2 separate regions of the Oryctolagus cuniculus genome follow, and region 1 is linked to region 2. The links are chromatin contacts, called in public Hi-C maps. All regions are on one chromosome and are shown on one strand. Each heading gives the region's core, a stretch centred on a gene start, on an enhancer-like site or on the middle of the called end of the contact. The rest is flanking DNA. Distances are from core to core; before and after follow the strand shown. Region 1 overlaps LRCH1 (leucine rich repeats and calponin homology domain containing 1). Region 2 holds the start of LRCH1 (leucine rich repeats and calponin homology domain containing 1).

Region 1 (4,064 bases), core at 691-3,190, 49 kb after region 2:
CTTCGTAAGCGACGGCCTCATTTAGCATTGGTAAATAAAATTACCCGCTGCACAGTATGGAAAAGAAAAGCACCTCAATTTTCCTTCCTTCCTTCCTTCCTTCCTTCCTTCCTTCCTTCCTTCCTTCCTTCCTTCCTTCCTTCCTTCCTTCCTTCCTTCCTTCCTTCCTTCCTTCCTTCCTTCCTTCCTTCCTTCCTTCCTTCCTTCCTTCCTTCCTTCCTTCCTTCCTTCCTTCCTTCCTTCCTTCCTTCCTTCCTTCCTTCCTTCCTTCCTTCCTTCCTTCCTTCCTTCCTTCCTTCCTTCCTTCCTTCCTTCCTTCCTTCCTTCCTTCCTTCCTTCCTTCCTTCCTTCCTTCCTTCCTTCCTTCCTTCCTTCCTTCCTTCCTTCCTTCCTTCCTTCCTTCCTTCCTTCCTTCACAGGCAGAGTTAGGCAGTGAGAGAGAGACAGAGAGAAAGGTCTTCCTTCCATTGGTTCACCCCCCAAATGGCCGCTACTGCCAGTGCTGCGCCGATCCAAAGCCAGGAGCGAGGTGCTTCCTCCTGCTCTCCCATGTGGGTGCAGGGCCCAAGGACCTGGGCCATCCTCCACTGCCTTCCCGGGCCACAGCAGAGAGCTGGACTGGAAGAGGAGCAACCGGGACAGAATCCGGCGCCCCAACCCAGACTCGAACCAGGGGTGCGGGTGCTGCAGGCGGAGGATTAGCCTAGTGAGCCGCAGCACCAGCCTGCACCTCAATTTTCAAGTGTATGGGTAGTGCCTCCTGAAATGAAAACATTCTGGCTCTGACACGTGGGGACTGTCTCGGGAGGCAGGAACCAGCGTGTTCTTATTTATTTATTTGAAAGTCAGAATTACAGAGAGAGAGAGAGAGAGAGAGATCTTTCATCCAGGGATTCATTCCCCAAATGGCTGCAATGGCTTGGACTGGGCCAGGATGAAGCCAGGAGCCAGGAGCTTCTTCTGGATCTCCCACTCGGGGCCATCTTCCACTGCTTTCCCACACACATTAGTAGGGAGCTGGATTGGAAGTGGAGCAGCCAGGACTCTAACTGGCGCCCACATGGGCTTAACCCTCTGTGCCACAGCGCCACCCCATGAGAGCATTCTCTGCAAAGACTTGATTGTTTCTCTTTTAGGTGATGCAAGGGTCTGTGTCTGTGAAGCGAGTCTCATGAGTAGATTTTTATCTAAGCCACATTCACACCCTTGAATATCGGTACTGAGACCGTCTGTGACCTTCCACGGTCTGTATTACGTATGCTGAGTCTACCGTATGTATTTTACTAACCCTCCTTGTGATGGTCGTACCCAGGTTTACTTTTTGCCCTGGGCACTCTCAGCCTAAAAGTCCTGGTCATTTATAGGCGTGTTCTCTCACCCCTGTAGACCACAATCTGTATCTCTGTGGCAGACTTGATTGAGCTGCATGTAGGTGACTCGTTTTCTGCCCCCACCCTGACCCCGGGAGCTAAGGGCAGGTGAAGATCTGATGCTTGGCTGTTGGCAGGTAGCACGGCTCTCCGAGGGAGCTGCCTGTAAGCCTGGCCTACTCCGACGTCCTCATCGCTGGTGTGGCAGAGCGGCTCTGCATGTCCACGATGCTTTCGGAGTCTTTTCTGGGTTGTTGGATAGGGACATACAATTTATATCCGTGTCGGCCTCTTCCCGGAGGACCTGAGATAGATAGATAGATAGATAGATAGATAGATAGATAGATAGATAGATAGAAACTAGCAGCCGTGGCGCTCTGAGCTTTGTTAGCGAAGCTGTTCCCGCAGGCACAGGCGGCTGGGACTGAAGCTGCATCTGCACTCGAGACTTGCGCATACCTTTCTGTTTGAACTGTCATCTTAGATTTCGTTTGTCTACAGTTGTGAACTCCGAAGAGGAAGATGGGTTCCAGCTATGAGTCAGTGTGAGTTCAGATGTCACAGTTCTACATTTCTGGAGCGTTTGCACCTGACAGGAACAGACTCATGGAAAGAGAGAGAACAGGAAGGGCCCTGGGCACATGTGAGTTGGCCCAGACGTGGAATCTGCTGGCGACTAGCATGGCGTCAAGCCAGCCTTAGGAAGCTCAGCACACGGCCCAGCGTTGTCTCTGACCACTCAGTGTAAGGTGGGAAGTAAATATGGACTTCCAATGGATCTTTAATCATATTAGTCATTTTAATGAAGACTTAAAAGCCTTTTCTTTTTTTATGGATTTATTTATTTGAAAGAGAGAGCTGGTTGTGGGGAGGGTTGGGCAGAGAGAGGAGGAGAGAGACAGAAAGAGAAAGAGAGAAAGATCTTCCATCTGCTGGTTCACTCCCCAGATGGCCACAACGTCCAGGGCTGGGTCAAACCAAAGCCAGGAGCCAGGAGCTTCTTCCAGGTCTCCCATGTGGGTGCAGGGGCCCAGAGACTTGGGCCGTCTTCTGCTGCTTTTCCCAGGCCATGAGCTGGGAGCTGGGTTGGAAGTGGAGCAGTGGTGACTTGCGGTGTCTCAAGCAGCAGCTTTGCCCACTGTGCCACAATGCCAGTCCCTTGCAAACGTTTTCAGTTGTAATATACCAGCCAGGCTTTTCAAAGAGCATTCCGTTTTGAGACTTCTAAAAAGCAGAAGTTTCCGAGAGCGGTGACTTCCTACTTTCGTATCACAGGAAAGGAGGAGGAGCTGAGCATGGGAAGCTTGCCCTGGGGGAGGGAGTTAGGGTTCTTAGCTGTCCTTGACAAGAGAGTTGCACTTGCTGTAGGTGAACGCTTCAGCCCCGAGGGAGTGCTGTGATCCCGTGGAACTCCCGGGACCCTGGGGACCACGGCTGTCCCTCCTCTCCAGCCTCGTGGAGGCGGTGTGATGTGGTGCCATCTGGCAGGGACTGTAAATCGAAGGCTGTGCTTCTCCAAAAGTCATTAGTTATTTTACAAGGATCCTGTGTGTGTTACAGTATCTGTGCCAGATGTTTCCATCTTTACAGTGTATGACACTTGGTGTTGCCCTGAGTAGCAAACTGAAAAAAAAATTGGGCATTTATCCAGTCTTGAATTTTATCTTAAGCACATGTATGGAAATGACACGGAGATCTCATGAACAGAGATCTTGTTGTTGGACTGTAAAAGGATGTCCATGAATTAACTTGGAGTAACAATCAGATGAGACGCTAAAGGCATTCATAGACAAAGGGAGTGATTTTGAGGAAGTGCCTTCTGGAGGCTGTGGGAAATCCCAGCCTGGGGGGATGAGCAGCCTGGGACTGGATCAGAGTCCTGCAGATGTGGTGGTAGAGGCTGGTGGTCCACACTGCTGGGCCTGTAGCCGTGGGCCGTTGGCCCCGCACTCTACCTGCTATACTTGGTGCCCCGGGGAACATAGCCTCCGCCCCTTGCAGGCAGTGACTGGTGCACAATGTGTGTGCAGCTCAGACAACTTGAATTTTCAAATGACCTTTTCCAAGGGTCACCACTGTTGGTTGGGTAGACTTCATAGTGTTACTGTTACTGTACATTTAGAAAATTCTAGGTGCATTTCAAGATGGTTAATACAGTCGATCCTTGGTACTCAAGGATTCTGTATTCGTGAAGTTGTCAACTTGTTAAAATTTATTTGTGACCCTCAGATCAGCACTTGGGGGACTTTTGTCATCATTGACAGACACACAGAGGGCAACAAGAATTTGAGTAGCTCAGGGTGCACATAGGCAGCTGAGGTTGAACAAAGCGACACTGCCTTCTTGTTTTATCGCTCCGACTGTGTACTCGTGTCCTTGTTGCAGTCTGCTTGGTGACCGGCTTTTTGTATTTTCATACTTCTCCTTTGTGATTTTATGGCTGAAAATGGCTTCTGAGCCCAAGCCCAAAAGGCTGTTCAGTATACTCAGGGCAAGATGGCTAAGGTGTAGCTTAAAGAGAAAAATATGTGGGCTAGTTAGGCTTTTGTAAGTGATCATGCTGTTGCCTGTGACCCTGATATTCATGCACCAAAAACATAAGTCAATTAGTATCGTTTTTCTAAGATTTATTTTATTTATTTGATAGAGTTATAGAGAGAGGTAGAGACAGAGAGAGAAGTCTTCCATCTGCTG
Region 2 (4,482 bases), core at 1,283-3,782:
GAAGAGACACAGCTGACCACACCCAGCCCTCAGCCAATGATCTGGGGGTCCCACCCTGGGAGAATTCTTGGTGATTTTCAGAGGAGGCATAGCCGAATGAGTATCTCCAAATTTGTCTCTCATTCTTGGTAAGTTTAGTTCTTAGAAGTCTGTCCACATCTCCATTTCTCATTTCAAGCAAGCGTAAAAGCTGGGTCTTCAGTGTGGTTGGATTTATACGCTGGTGTCTTTTCTTAGAACAAGAAGAATTTTTAAAAATGAGGATTTTTTTGGTACTATTTGTTGAAGAAATTGATCACTTTTTTCTCCTGCCAGTCATCCTTTTGAGCTGAAAATATCTCTACTTTCCTCCCTTTCTGAATAATTTCAGTATGCCAATTCATAAATGATTGACAGCTATAAAAGAACATGAAAAAGTATCTGGCGCCCTCATCCAAATGCTTTGTAAAAGATTATCAGACTGTCTAAAAATAGGGCTATGGGGAAAATAAGGAGAGTAAAGACGAAGATGGGGTCAATATGTTAATTAGGGCTCTGGGACGCATTCACAGGAAATCAAATGAAATGGACTCAGCAACAAGCAGAATGTATTACAAATACACTGAATAGCTCCCGGAGGTAAAAAGAGGGAATCAGACACAGACACAGTCACGTCGCAGGGCTTGCACAGTCAGGACGCCCCGTGGTTTGGTCAGAACTCCACTTCGGGCCTGCTTTCGGAAGTAAACAGGGTATTAAACCAACCAGAAATGTCCATCTTACCAAAGAAGTAGTGGAGAAGCAAGACAGCCGGGGAAATGGCTCGTCAAGTTTCCTAAGCATTTAGAGAGAAGGCAGATCCGCTTTCAGGGTCAAGTGCTCTCCTGCATCCTAAGGAAAAACTTCTTCGTTCAGGGAAATGATCGGAAACTTCCAACAAGCAGTAACTTGCTGAACACATGGCCTAACTAACGTGCAATGCTTAATCACCAACACTCACTGCGCACAGAGTACTTCCCTGGGCTCCGGGTTATGGGGGTGGGGGGGGAGTTGAAAAAATGGGCACTGGGTCTGCCTCAAGGATTTTACACTTTAGTAATCTGTAGAATGGGAAACAAACTGCAGTACTAGGTCAGTCTATCATAAGGACCCATCGTGAACTCATATTCTCATCATTTTCTCTACTCAGATAATTGGTAGTCTTTAAAAAAAAAAAAACAAAAAACCTTTGCTGTGTGTGATACCACAATTCTTGGACTAAGTTTGCAGGCAGTGGGAAGGTGGCTCCACCCACATCCTGGACACTCATCACATCCCTCTGGTTTCCGCGAAGATTTTGAACTGCAGTTTTTTTCTGTGCTTATCTATGTTGTTCACTTGGCTTTTTAAGGAGAGGAGGAGGTAGGTTAATTTTCACGTCGTGTAAAAGTACTCTCATATATTATTATTACTAGTTTTGAAGTCTGATTTGTGTCCTTGGCGTGAGAGAGGAGGTTTCGGGGGCGGGGGGGGGGGGAAATACCGGCAGGTGGCGCTGGTCTCCTCCCAGCAATGAAAATGTTTTGCTCGCTGCCAAGAATCCCGTAGGATTTAAGGGCGACTATGCGTAGTCCTTGCAGGGGACGTAGCTCCTGCCACACTGAAGCGCCGGGTCCATGCAGTCATACGTTCCGGCCTGTTGCTCCAGCCACGCTTCGGCACCACAGCTTGTAGACCCGCTCCCCCGCTCCAGTTTGTGTGCTTGACCGCCCCCAGCCTCATTTCCCCAAGCCAAATCACCGACAGAAGTGCCAGCCTCGGCCTGGGTGCTCTCCGCCGGGTGTCGGAAGGCAGAACGCGAGTTCCGGTGCGCCGCAGGGCGCACGGAGGAGGCGAGGCGTTCTGATTTCTCGGGGCCCCGCCAATCCCGGGGCTCCGGTTCCCGCGAACGACACAGTGTCCTGTCCACCCTGCAAACGACCTGCATGCTCAAGGTCCCGCGTCTATACCGCAACTCTCTCCTGTCACTCGGCACCAAGCATTTCGTTGTTGGCGCCGGAGCGGGGCCGCGGGCATATGCTCAATAAGAGGGCGCGAACCGAAGTCCCAGGGCTACCAGTTCGAATCCAGCTGCCCCTCTGCCCCAGCGAAGTTCCTTAACTTGCTCTGTACACCGAGAGGAGCAATTTTTCCGCCCACGGGTTGCTGGATTAACGCAACAGCTATACACTCCTAAGCAGTGTAGCCAAATCAGACGAGCCTCAACGCCGGGGGTGCCCGTTGAGCTGTACCTAATCTACAAAACCCGGGGAACTGGGGTTCAGAGAGGATTCTTCCCCCTCGCCGCGACCGCATCCACTAATTACCTCCCCCCTCAACTAAAGAATCTGGTGTCCCCCCCAAACCTGATGGGCCCCTAACTGTAAGCCTCCCCCGAGCACACGTGCAGCTCCCACGGACCCCGACCGCGAGCCGTGCGTGCAGGAAGGCTCGGGGCAGCGCGGGCCGCGCGCGGGGAAGGAGGCGGAGGGAGCAGGCGGCGGAGGAGGGCGCAGGGGAGGAGGAGGAGGAGGAGACACATGCGCGCTGCCGCCGCCGCCGCAGCACTCCGCGGCTGCCCGGGGACAGGAAACCTTCAAGACTGAGCCGCCGCGGCCGCCTCCCGTCCGCCCCCAGCCGCGCGCCTGCCCGCAGCCTGCTCGCCTGCTGCCGGCGTCTCTCCGTGGAGCACCCTAGGGACTCGGCAGCGGCTGCCGAGGGGAAAAGCTGCGACCCCCCCCGCAGGAGCGGCGGGGCGGGGTGGGGGGGCGCGGGCGAAGATGGCGACGCCGGCAAGCGAACCCCAACCTTTCGTCCCTGCCCTCTCGGCGGCTAGCCTGCACCCTCATCATCACCCTCACCACCACCACCACCATCACCACCACCACCACGGGAGCACCGGGGCTGGCGGCGGGACTGGCGGCGGCGGCGGCGGCGGCGGCAGCGGGGGCTTCAACCTGCCCTTGAACCGGGGTCTGGAGCGCGCGCTGGAGGAGGCGGTCCACTCCGGGGGCTTGAACCTCAGTGCCAGGAAACTGAAGGAATTTCCCAGGACCGCGGCCCCCGGCCACGACCTCTCGGACACGGTGCAGGCAGGTGAGCGAGGGCCCCGGGGGCAGGCGGTGGGTGTGGATGTCGGTGCGGCTGGCTGTCGCGCCTGCCCGGACGCGGTGACCAGTCAGATCTGGCCTCGCCGGGGGTCCGCTCGCAGAAGCTCTCCCGAGTGGGCGCGGGAGAAGCGGGCTCGGGAAGATCGGGGTGCGCCGGCAAGCGCGCGGGTCCCCTGCTCCCCACCCCGCGGCGGCGCAGAGGGAAGTGGCCGCGCGGGGCTGGGACTTCCAGGCGGTCGCTGTGCGCCCCGTGAAAGTGGGAGGTTGCAGGCGGCCGCGTTCGCGCCTGCAACCGGGTCAAACCCCCTTTGCAGGTTGGCTTCGCTGGGGTCCGGATGGGGAAACCAGACAAAGGTGGCGCGCCCCGGACGACCCGAGGGCATCGGCGCCGCGCCGCGGGGTCCCCCCTTGGGTGCCACCGGGTGCCGGCTTCGAGGAGGTGCCCAGGCGCCGGTCTGCATCCGCCTCGGCCGCCGCTTCGGAGGCGATCGGTTCCTTCTTGCCGTGCCTTTAGTTCACCGCCCACACGGTGTGGTTCCTCGGAGGGAGGCTGCCCGGTGCCCAGTAACTCGAGCTCTGCGGGGGCCCTGGGAGGCAAAGCGTAGCCTATTAAAAGAAAAGTAATTAAAGCGAGCCGGTTTTCCTGCGTGAGCCCGGCAAGTTGTAACTCGCGCCAATAGGCAGCCAGCGTTTTTCAAGTTATGTCATGTGTTGACATATTTCTGAGACGTCTGCTTTCTCTTTGGTGGCTAGGGTTGGTTGTAGGAGCGGGATCCATAAACAGGAAGGCGGGTGGTGGGCTGGGGCTGGGGCCGGGGCCTTGGGATCTGGGCAGAACTGACTTGTTGGTTTCTGACTGTGCCGTCTGGTTCAGCTCCCTGGACTGGGAGCTGGGTGTGGTTGCCTCCTGGCAAGCACCCAACATTTCCCAAGGCGGTGGGTGCCCCTCTGTGAGTCACTGTCATCGCAGACCCGGAGTCGGTTCCCTGGGATCCTTAGCAGTTTAAGATCTCCCAGTTTCCATTTGAAAGGGAGAAGGCAGTGAGGCCAGGGTGCCGGCAGTTGGGTTTTTGGAAGGCAGTTTGCCAGCACCCTTTCCTTTCTTTTAATTCAATAAACATTTATTCGGAACCCTAATGAATACTGAGACAGGGTTCTGAGTTCACTGGAGGCAGAGAGCACTGGCCCTCCGGGGTCATTCAACTTTGTCATTAGGACTCAGGGATAGACAAGAATGGCCCAGAAAGAGGGAGTTTCCAGAGTGGAGTTCCCAGCAGCCCGGGAGTCTCTTTTGATAGAATCTCTGGAGCTACATCTTCTCAAGTGTCACTTATTTCGAGAATTGCCTGAATGATTAACCTTAAATAAGGCTAAA

What was found. Hi-C and Micro-C count contacts between places; a contact is called where the count stands out from the background.
Region 1: a contact with region 2 is called in a Hi-C map of an unstated tissue, with 2.1 times the contacts expected there. The contact joins the enhancer-like site here to the promoter of LRCH1 in region 2. A contact is called at or near these places in 2 of 6 Hi-C or Micro-C datasets (ear pinna and an unstated tissue).

The regions. Positions count from the first base shown.
Region 1 is chr9:65,578,526-65,582,589 of mOryCun1.1, forward strand. The region is part of intron 1 of LRCH1 (leucine rich repeats and calponin homology domain containing 1); the gene reads left to right. Among named protein-coding and RNA genes, the nearest start is that of LRCH1, 49 kb to the left of the region's middle. Within about 2 kb of position 1,941, at least 2 of the 8 cell types and tissues checked have an H3K27ac peak or open chromatin away from gene starts, as enhancers often do.
Region 2 is chr9:65,528,671-65,533,152 of mOryCun1.1, forward strand. It overlaps LRCH1 (leucine rich repeats and calponin homology domain containing 1), which reads left to right and starts at 2,533. Exons shown (of 19, transcript XM_051832282.2): 1 at 2,533-3,093. The coding sequence starts at 2,778.